Linked DNA regions of Mus musculus: region 2 is linked to region 1. A link is a contact called in public promoter capture Hi-C data. All regions are on one chromosome and are shown on one strand. The core of a region is the stretch at or near the end of the contact, and the rest is flanking DNA. Distances in the headings are between cores, read along the strand shown.

The links. Capture Hi-C pulls out chosen DNA fragments and counts their contacts.
Region 2: a promoter capture Hi-C map of liver shows a contact between it and region 1. The contact joins the promoter of Cyp4f15 here to the promoter of Cyp4f17 in region 1. A contact is called at or near these places in 4 of 39 promoter capture datasets (the C10 cell line, hematopoietic stem and progenitor cells, liver and 1 more), 1 of 484 Hi-C or Micro-C datasets (bone marrow-derived macrophages), 8 of 115 datasets of contacts at active chromatin or transcription factors (bone marrow-derived macrophages, embryonic stem cells and hepatocytes) and 4 of 9 other capture datasets (adipose tissue, liver, macrophages and 1 more).

The regions. Positions count from the first base shown.
Region 1 is chr17:32,505,171-32,510,843 of GRCm38.p6, forward strand. It overlaps Cyp4f17 (cytochrome P450, family 4, subfamily f, polypeptide 17), which reads left to right and starts at 1,314. Exons shown (of 13, transcript NM_001101445.2): 1 at 1,314-1,408; 2 at 1,724-1,922. The coding sequence starts at 1,725.
Region 2 is chr17:32,682,761-32,687,956 of GRCm38.p6, forward strand. Cyp4f15 (cytochrome P450, family 4, subfamily f, polypeptide 15) reads left to right here and starts at 2,871. Exons shown (of 13, transcript NM_001346538.1): 1 at 2,871-3,051; 2 at 3,299-3,497. The coding sequence starts at 3,038.

The DNA of each region.
Region 1 (5,673 bases), core at 64-2,563:
GTGTGTGTGTGTGTGTGTGTGTGTGGGCACACGTGCCTGTCATGCCATGGGTGTGGAGGCCAGAGGACAGTTTGCAGGAGTCAATTCTCTCCTTTCATCATGCTGGTCAGTTCTATGGAGCAGAGTGAAGCTGTTAGTCTTGGCTGCAGGTGCATTCACACTGAGCCATCTTCCTGTCCCCTGAGATAGCTTAGCGTCCTTTCACCCTGAGCTAGAATCTTATCTGCCTCTTGTAGTGAGATATTTCTTAGAAGCAGCAGATCCATGCTTGTGCCTTTATCTGGGGTGCAGTTGAGACTGAGAACACCCGAGTTATTGAAAGGTGTTTGTTGATTCCTGCAATTTTGTTGATTTTGTTTTCCTCCTTCTTCCTCTCTTGCTTTAATAATATTCTAGTGTGTTTTATTTATTTATTTATTTATTTCCTGGACTTTGTGGCCTGATTTCCCCCTCTTCAGCCTGAAGGATTCTATCAAGCATCTTCTGTAGAGCTGGCTCAGTGCTCATAAATGCCTTTGTTCTATTTTTACCGCTGATAGTTAAAAAAAATGTCCTTCTTTATGACAGACAGCTTTTCTGGATGCAGCAGTCTGGGTTGGCAGTTATAGATATCTTTTACGGCTTGAAGTCCGTCACTTGCGCATCCTTGGGCTTTTACCCTTTCAGTTGAATGAATAATAGTGTTATTCAGATGGGCCTGCCTTTGTATTGTGAATGGTGTTTTTCTCTTGGAGCTCTCAACGTGGTGCTGCTGACCCGGAGCCCACAACCCCCTCTCTCTTCTCGCCTGCCTGGATTTCCCCACGACTGGCGGCTCAGCTTGACCCCTCCCACCTACTTCCTAACTGAACTCTGGTCCCTCAGCTGGGAGTTTTAATCTTCAGAATCTCTTTTAGTCCGTTCCAGCACGGCCGGATTCTTTGTTTCTGGAAGTCTTGTCTCCACTCGGAACCTGGATTACTTGGAGGGAGAATTCTGCCAGGTTGTGCAGCTGGTAGGCAGAGGCTCGGATCCTTTCAGTCCGAACTGGAAAACACTGCCTGCTGCCCTCTAGCCTGCAGGTCCTCAGAGGACCTGCGGAGCCTAGTGAGAACGGGACAGATTGTAAACTTTGGGTCTCTAGACACCTTTGTCTTGGTTCAGATGGAAGGTGTTGAATCCTGAGGACCCTGCTTGCCTGGACATGTGACCCTGGATTGGCTCCAATTGCTTCGGGTTGGCCCCGCCCCCGCCCCGCCCCCGCCCCCGCCCCCCGCATTTTGATATTCTACCCAGGCTGGGAGGAGGGCTCTGGGCCACCGAGGGATTGGCTCAGTCCAGCTCATCGTCCTGCTCAGCCGGTAGCCAGGATCAAAAACATTTCCAGGGAAGAGCGGACGTTTCTGGGACGCATTACTCCTGAGAAAAGGTGCCGGACTTGGGACACACGGAAGGCCCCTACTGAACAGTGGAAGCTCTGTTACAGCTGGGGTGGCTCTGCAGGCAGGCCTGATTTCCCAGTTACTACGCTACATACCTGTGCTTCAGTCTAGGCCAACGCAGACTATAAACAGATCCTATCTGCCTCTCTCCTGCCTGATTCTCTGTCTCTCCGTAGCCCTGGGTGTCCCTTTTCCTTCCTGTGTTCTAGTCCTCTAAGTCACCATCTCTGTCCAGTGACCATGGAGGGCCACCTCTGTCTCCTGGGCCTCAGGATCTCACTTCTGGCCTATCTTTCTTGCAGGATGCTACAGCTGGGCCTGTCCTGGCTGGGACTGGGGCCTGGAGCTGCCTTCCCATGGCAACTTCTGCAGTTGGTTGGGGCCTCCTTGTTCCTGGCTCGAATTCTGACCTGGATTTGTGCCTTCTATGACAACTACTGCCGTCTCCGCTGCTTCCCCGAGCCCCCTTCGCGGCACTGGTTTTGGGGTCACATGAGCATGGTGAGTGTGGCAGCAGGTAGGTCTGGTGTGTCAGGAAAGGCTCTTAGGAACCTGGGAGTCGTGAGAGGGTGGAGAGGTGAGGGAGGGAGGCTGAGTGAGTCTCTATCTAGTCACATACCCGGCATATCTACTCCTGGCCTCTGTCTACACCACGTTTTGAGGCTTTTTTCTTTTTTGCCCTTTCTCGTTCCCAGCTAACTTCGGATCACATTCTGATAAGAACTCATGTTTTAAGATCTCTTTCTGTTGCTTGTTCAGTCCTGTTCTGTGTTGTTAGTGCCCCCCACCCCACCCCACCCCAGGATAGGTTGAGGGAGCAGAGCTCTCCCCCTCAATGTGCTATTTCACTTAACGTTGTTGGAGTTGAGCCTTTCTAGTGGAATAAATTGGGTATGCTCCTTTCTTAGCCCATCTCTGCTGGCCAGAGTCTCTTGAGGGACAGCGATGCTGAATGGCAGAAGTTGACATCCCTCCTCTCCAATTTTTAAAATTCTTTCTCTCTCTCTCTCTCTCTCTCTCTCTTTCTTTCTTTCCTTTCTTCCTTCCTTCTTCTTCTTTCTTTTTTTAAATGAGATTTATTATATATTGTATATAATATATAAAACATATAATATATTTTTATATATTTATTATATATTATATAATATATAAAATATATAATATATATATATTATATATTATATATATATTTTATATGTATGTATCTTGCCAACATTGGTGCTTGTGTACCATGTGTGTGCCTATTGCTCAAAGAGTTCAGAAGAAGGCATTGGATCTCCCAGAACTGGAGTTATAGGTGGCTGTGAGCTACCTTGTAGGTTTTAGAAATCAAAACCATGTCCTTTCCAAGATTAACAAGTGCCCTTAACCTCTGAACCATATCTCCAGCCCCACCAATTCCTCCCCTGTCTTATCTAACTCTTCCTCCTCAAAAATGTGTCAGAGGACTCCATTGTCTGAATTAGGTCAGAGTTGAGCACTCTGTTTTCCTCTGTGGTATTGAGGTGACACACTGACTGTCTTGTGCTCCCTAGAAAATGAAGGGTTCCACTACTAGGCCAGCCACTTTTCCTATTTTTCCAGAAGGCACCACTGTGGCCTCTCCTGTATGGCTACACATCCTGGAAAGACTTCTTACTCATATCCAGTGCCCTTTGCTTCAGACCTTCCTACGGCCAGAGCCACATTTGGCACTTCAGGGTCACCTATAAGGGTACCACCTCTAGTGGCCTGGATTCCCATGCCGCTTTCTCTCCACAGCCCTCTTTTCGTCCAGCTTCCCAGTTTGCCTTCTCTCCTGTCATATCTCCTTTTTTCTCTCCCAGTCCAGGAGCTTCCTTCCAGTTACTCTGTATTAGGCAGGGCTTTCCAGATTAATAGAACCATCTACATCATGCCATTTTGTTACTTGAATGGTGTGCAGCCAGTGGGCTGAGGAATTCAGTAGTCATGGCTCTCAGCATGTTGGTGAGGCTGGGGACCAGTAGCTACTCCAACCTCAGAGATGGATACCGCAGCTGTTCTAACCTGTTGCTGAAGGCCTGGAAGAATCATGGAGCATTTCTGATCTCCTATCAGAAGCTGAGTTCTGATGAAGAAGAAGCACACTCATTGTCAGGAAGTGAGGGCCCAGGGTTTGACCTCAGACTTCTTTATATCTTGGCTACCTGCTAGAAGGTGATGCCCATCGACAGCGAGGGTCTTCTCCTCTTTCCAAGAAACTTCCTCACCGGCTCACTCAGAGCAGTTTCTCTTAGTTAATTCCAGATCCTGCCAAGTTGACAGTGAAGACAAATCACCTGAAACCCACCTGTTGTCAACGTGACACTCATCTGTATCTCTTGTGTCATGCTGAATCACCAATGAAGATAATAATAGAGTTTCAACTCCACCTAAGATGATTTAAGTTATCACACAAAGACAACGCTTATATTTCCCCTGAATAGATGACAAAGCCACTTGAGGAATGCCGAACTACGGATGTTATTTCAACCAATGTTACATTACATGGTAAAGTGATAGGAGAAAAAGAAACCCAAATATCTGTGTTTGTGTACAAACATATCATTAGCAAAACAGAACAGAAACATTCATGATAATTATAATATTTGTTTCTGTAACTGATTGTATGGTCTTAGCTGGCATTCTCTCTCTCCTTTAAAGATTTATTTATTTATTTTATGTATGTGAATATATTGTTGCTGTTTTCAGACACACCAGAAGAGGACGTCTGATCCCATTACAGATGGTTGTGAGCCACTGTGTGGTTGCTGGGAAGTGAACTCAGGACCTCTGGAAGAGCGGTCAGTGCTCTTAACCACCGAGCCATCTCTCCAACCCTTAACTGGTATTCTTAACTGTGTTCCTCAACTATACATTCTGTATTTCTTCTACTCTCAGCAAACATCTCTTAAGGCCTTGGCTCTTTCTCTGGACAGATGAGCCGTAACTTCATCCGTGAAGAACTGTTATCATTCTGTTTGCGTTGCATTGTTGGAGTTTCCTGTTACCTTAACCACAGAACATGGTAACACGAGATGCCCTAAAAGATCTTCTACCCTCTATGTACATGTCATGTTTCATCTCAACACCAAGAGTGCTCAACTTTGACCCAAGTCAGACAATGGTGTCCTCTGACACAAAATCTTCCTTCTATTGTGGAGAAGCAGCCCACCTTTCCTTTGGGCATTTGGATCAGTTTCCCCTGATAACACAATAACACATCTCTTAGCATGTTGATTTGAAGGAATAGGGAATCTAAGATGGCTGAAGGGAAGGCTTAGGTTCCCACTCAATGGAGTATTTATTATGTCTCTTGGCAGAAGCAGCTTCCCATATGGAACTAAATCTTGTAAGTCAGCAGAACATAAGTTTGTGTGAACAAGAAAGAAAAATTTTGCTAGTGGGTCCCTAGAGGTGATTAGGCATTGTATCATTCTCATTTCCATCTCTTGCATAATTTTTGAACTATAAATCCTGGTTATAGAATAAACAGTGCCACACACACACACACACACACACACACACATATATATACACACCAGAAGTAGTCCTCTTAAAAGGCTCATCCCACTCTTCTTTCCAGCCATCTGCTTCAGGATGGTAGGAGATAGGAAGACCACTGAATCCCACAAACATGAGCCCACTACCTCAGTTCAGTGGCTGTGAAATGAGTTCCTTCATTAGCAGCAAAATTATGTGGGGTGCCCTGCTGGTGGATAAAGAATTCTGTAAGTGACTAGATGACAGTTTTGTCAGAAGTGTTACACGTAGAAAAGGCAAATCCATAATTAGAATAAGTTTCTATTTCAGTAAGAAAAATGCACGTCCATTCCATGATGGGAGTGGTCTAAGCTAGTCAACCTGCCTCAGGTCACTGGCTGGTCTCCCCAGAGAACAGTGTCATATTCTTTTCTCTGTTGGTGGCAGATCTGGCACTTAGTGGTAGCTATAAGTAGATGAGCCTTGGTGAGTGGAAGCCTGTGTTGTTGAGCCCATGTATAACTTCCATCCCTGCCACCTTGGACACTTTGGTCATAGACCCACTGGTCAATGGCAGTGATAGCTGGGAAAAGATATTAACTACAGTGCACAGTGCAAGAACCCTATCTACTTGGTTACTGAAGTCTGCCTTTGCTGAGATCACCTTTTGCTGAGTGGTTACATGGGACACGAGTATCTTCACATTGGAGAGTTTACCACATTCCCTTTCCCAAAATGTTTTTCTAGTTTTTTTTTTTTTAATGCATTG
Region 2 (5,196 bases), core at 1,621-4,120, 180 kb after region 1:
TCTTTTGGACACCTGCAAGAGTCTAACTATGCCTTATAAACTCCCTAACACTCTCAACTTCCTTACATCTTTTCTAAAGTTCTTTTCTTCATCGAGTGACTACCTGTTACCATGTGGTTGACCTTCATGCTGGCTTGGCTTTTCCAATCTCCTCCTCAACACAGCTTTGAGAATGACAGCTAGTGGGCCCTGGGAATTTCCTTTGAAACTCTAATAAATTATCCTTAATCTGCTTGAGTCTGTTATTGTCCTTGAGTTTCTTTTTATTAGTCACTTTTCTGTTGCTGCGATAAAGCAGCTTGGCCAAGGCAACTCATGAAAGAGTTTACTTTGGGTTATGGCTCCAGAGGGACAGAATCCATAATGGCAGGTGGCCATGGGTGCGGGAGCAGGAAACTGAGAGCTCACATCATGAACCACAAGCACCAGAAAAAGCAAACTGCAAGTAGGGTGAGGCCTTAAATTCTCAAAGCCCATCCCCATGGGACACTTTTCCTCAACTCAGGGCTCACGCTCTTCTTCCAGCCAGGCCACACCTCCTAACCCTCCCCAAAAAAGCCACCAAGTGAGGACAAATTATTGTTAACAGAATCTCAATTATTTGATTTTGCTACCAAACACTCAGGAGCCAGAGGCTGGGGTGAACATCTGCTAGCTCAGAGAAGCAGAGAAAGTACCCAGATGACCTTTCTCAGACAGCCTCCCAGAAGCAAATCTCCCTCACCATCTCCGAAAACCTCCTCCAAACTGAATCTCCCTCCCTTCTACTTCCTATGCATCTTTCTATCCATCTTCCTGACTTCCTGTTACTCTCTATGGCTTTTTCTTAATAATCCTATGTTCACTTCCGGTCAACTGGTTGCTTGCTCTGCCTCTTGACCTAAGATTGACTTTATTTAATCCTGTTTACAGTATTCAAGCACAAAGCTCTTGGATTAAAGGTGAGTGCTAAGGTGGAGCCAAGTCACAACTATAAACAGGTTTTTCCAGTAAATTACACTATCTCAAGGTTCACAGTGTTATCAAATATCCTGCAACAACAAAGTCGTCAGATGCCTTAGACTATGGGAGATGTAGCTCACTCAAACGACGACACTTTAATTATTGAGACAAAAAAAAATGGGGAAGCAATTCTTTTATTAACATATGATTAGTCTTCAGGAACTCCCCAAGATCTCCAGTAACATTTCTTCCCTGTGTTTTAAACCTTTAATTAAAACAAACAAACAAACAAACAAACAAATGCAAAAAACTGTTCCTGCAACCCTAGAGGGTATTACACTTGTGCAAACATAACAGCCTAGGTTCAAATCCCCAGAGCCCATAGAAAGTCGGGCATAATTGCACACATGCATAATCTTAGTACTTTTGTAGAAAAGGAGGTGGAAGTGGGGGAACCCCTGAAAGCCAGTGATTCATTGAGCTTGGATTACGCAGCTGCAAAATCAATAAGTGGCCCTCAAAAAAGGTGGCCTGTACAGACTGACCCTCAAGGCTGTTGTGTGACCAGTGCTGTGTTCTGCTTGTACCTGTCTGCTCAGGGCTGCTCTCCACCTCAACATCACATGTCTCCTCCCTCTCACCATGTCTCAGTTCACATATAGGTCAACCTAAGTTATGTTCTCCCAGCTGAGCTGCTGACTCCTGGCATCTGACCTGGGGACTTGGTCATTGGGCTGTACTCCTTTTTGCTGCTCCAGAGAGTAGTGGCTCTCTCCAGACCCTGAGCTGCTTCAGAGCAGCATTTGAATTTTGCCTGACTGTGTAGCTGGTAGGCAGAGGCATCCTGGACCTCCCAGTTTTGTGCCATGAAAGGCTACATGCAGGTCTCAGACCCCATGAGAGAAGTTTCTTTGTGCAGTGAGCAGAACTTGTCTCTAAGTGAAACTATACCACGCCCACATGGGCCCCACAAGATTCAAGGATTTTTGTGGAAGTTGGAGCGAAATGACTGTAAGAGCCAGAAGTCTAGAAGAATAGGACCAAACAATGCCTTCTGGGTATGGTAGGACCTCTGCTCTAGTGAGCTCACAGACGCTGCAGTGAACCCAAGATAACACCAAGCTCAAGATAACCAACATTCCAGCACTGGGGAAGGGATGGTGAGCCCTAGCCCCTAGTTGAGGAGTTATTGGCAGCTGATGGTGGTGGGAGAGTCAGCTTTCTCTGAGGGTCTGATCACTGGTAAGCCTTTTGTCCCTGATAGGCACTACACCTATTTGAATCAGTAAGTTATTTAAAAAAAAAAAAAAGGGAGGGGTGTGGGTAAGGAGCCAATCTGGAAGGAATTAAGCGGGAGAGTAGGAGGCAAGTCTGATCAAAACACATTTTATGCATAAAATTCTCAACAACAAATTAATAAAATATTGTGTATTTAAAAAAAAAAAAAGGTACATGCTGTGAGTGCAGTCCAGTGCAGAGGACTTTGGGAGATGGTCTGTGACCAAGCCTGGCCTGGTTGCATTCTCCTAGCAGGAGAATTCCTGTTAATGATTTTGCTAGATACACTGTCGTCTCTGACGAGTCTCTGACGCGTAGGGATACCCCTACTTGGCTGTGGATGTTAGACTCAGACTTACCTCTGCTAACCTCAGAGTTTTGCTCCCAAATCTCTCCTGCCCTCAACCTCCATCCCCATGCCCATCCTCCATCCCACCCCCCCACCCCCCGCCCTCCCCCATGATGTGAGAGGGAACAAGTTCTAAGGCTCTGGTGTTCATGCTGTGACCCTGAATTGATTTCACTCTGTACCCTGCTGACCCAACCCCCTCCTTTTGGCCTTCTGCCCCAGAGGGGAGGAGGCAGTTGGGCCTGTGAAGGATTGGCTGACACAACTGAGCTCAGCCTCCTTCAGAGCAGAAGCCAGGAACAAAGAAACTCTAAAGGAAGGAGAACCGTGGGAAACTCACTGTTCCTGAGAGAAGGTGCCTGGCTAAGAGTAGGTTAAAGAGAACTCTAAGCCTGAACCTGGCTGCTTATTTCTAGATAACCAGCTATCTGAAGCCAAAAAGTCAGAGTGATCCTGTTGGCTTCAGACATGGGGTTTTTCAGGTAACATCTCCTGGCAGTTTCATTCAGGAATTTTGGGTCTCTCCCTCTCTCCCTCTCTCCCTCTCTCCCTCCTCCTCCTCCTCCTCTACCTCCACCTCCTCTTCCTCCATATTACTGCCTATTTCCACCCCATGGATCTCTCCTCCTACAAACAGCCTTCATTATTCATATCCCTGGTCCATTATGCCTGATGGCCCCAACCTTCTTCCAACCTCCCAGTCTCACTGTCTGTCCATTTGCCCCACAGGATGCCACAGTTGGACCTGTCTTGGCTGGGACTGAGGCTGGAGGCATCCTCACCATGGCTGCTTTTGCTGCTGATCGGAGCTTCCTGGCTCTTGGCCCGTGTCCTGACTCAGACCTATATCTTCTACAGAACATATCATCATCTTTGTGATTTCCCTCAACCCCCCAAATGGAATTGGTTCTTGGGTCACCTAGGCATGGTGAGTGCAGCAATATATTGTGGGTCTTGTATTTTGGAGAGAATGGACCAGGAATGGACCTCAGGGGATGGGTCTGAAGTCCTCCAGCATCCTTCACTAGCTTTTCTCATGTCCCTGCCTCCACCCCTACTTTGCTCTGGATTAATTTCTAGTCCATCTTTCTTACACTGGTGGACACTTCCAAGGTAGACAATACAGAGTGAGGACCCCTGGGGTTCCCTCATTGTCTGCTGGACTTGAGGCCTCTTGGGAAGCTCTGTCCAACGTCAATGCCATTTTTCTGTCAATCCATATCAGGGTTTCCATGTTTGCCTGGGGGTAATCTCTGGTATTCCTCTCCTACCACCCATGAAGCAGGAGAGTTATGGGTTGTCTTCCTGCCTCTTGTTCCTGAAGCACTTTTTACTTAAAAGCTGTCAGTTCTTCCCTAAGATGGACCATTGAGTCCTGTTGCCCAACTGAGATAAGAGTTGTCTCTTCACCCTCCCGTAAGCATTCCTTGACCCCGTGCCTTAGATTTTGACCAAGTCTGTTCTTGCCTTTGGGTGACTCGGTCTCAGTTGCTTCACTTGCAAACACCGAAGCTCACAACATCTGTACACATCAGTGACATCATACGCAGGGTGATGTTTGGTGAGAGCATGGGGCCTCACAGGTAGGAGTTTCTGCCCTCCTAGAGAATTAGTGGTCCCCTCTTGTCCTGGAGTTGACTAGTCCCTGCTCTGCAGACCTTTTGCACAGTTGGAACTGCAGACCTATCCAAGTTTTGTTTTCATTCTGTTGCTGTGATAAAACACTGACCAAAAGTGACCTCAGGAGGAAAAAGTTTGTTTGAGGGTAGTCAAGGTAGGAACTCCAGCAGGAACTTGAGACAGAAAGCGTGGAGAAACACTGCCCATTTGCTCACTCTCAAGCACATGTTTAGCTAGCTTTTGAAAAATACAGTCCAGAACTATCTGTGCAGAAAATGGTGACAGGTAGAATGGCTGGGTGCTTCTAAATCAACTAACAATTAAGACAGTCCCCCAAAGATGTGCCCACAGACCACTCTGATCTGGCAGTACCATGCAACTGAGACTCCCTTCTCAGGTGAGTAGAGGCCCTGTCAAGTTGTCAATTACAACTAACAGGCTTCAATGTTGCCTAGACACCCCTAAGTCCCGGTTGAGACCTTCCCTGATGATGGTCCCTGGGGCTGAAATTAATACCACCAGAGAACATTCATCTTCGCAAGCCAAGGTGGCTATCTCTGACGTAGGCTGTATACCTTCTCCATTGGCCCTGGGATAGACCCTTGAGACTCAGCCATAACCCTGAGAAAGATGGAGCAGGACTCAGCACAAACCCATATAGTGTAGGCTACTTGTGCAAATCTTCACATCATGTTGCTGTCCTAAATATTGTAGGTATTTGTAAGACAATGGTGTTTATGTATCTAAATACATCTATATATAGGATAACAATAATAAAGATATTGTGCATAGGAATTCTTTGGGTCCATTATGAGCTTATAGGGCCAGGACCACACATATGTAGTGTGTCAGTGACAAGAACATCATTATGCAACACATGATTATATTCAAATAATTATATATACACATGTGTGTGCATATATATACACACATATATACATATATATATATATATATATATATTTAGAGAGAGAGAGATGCATGATACATTTATAAATTCTATACAT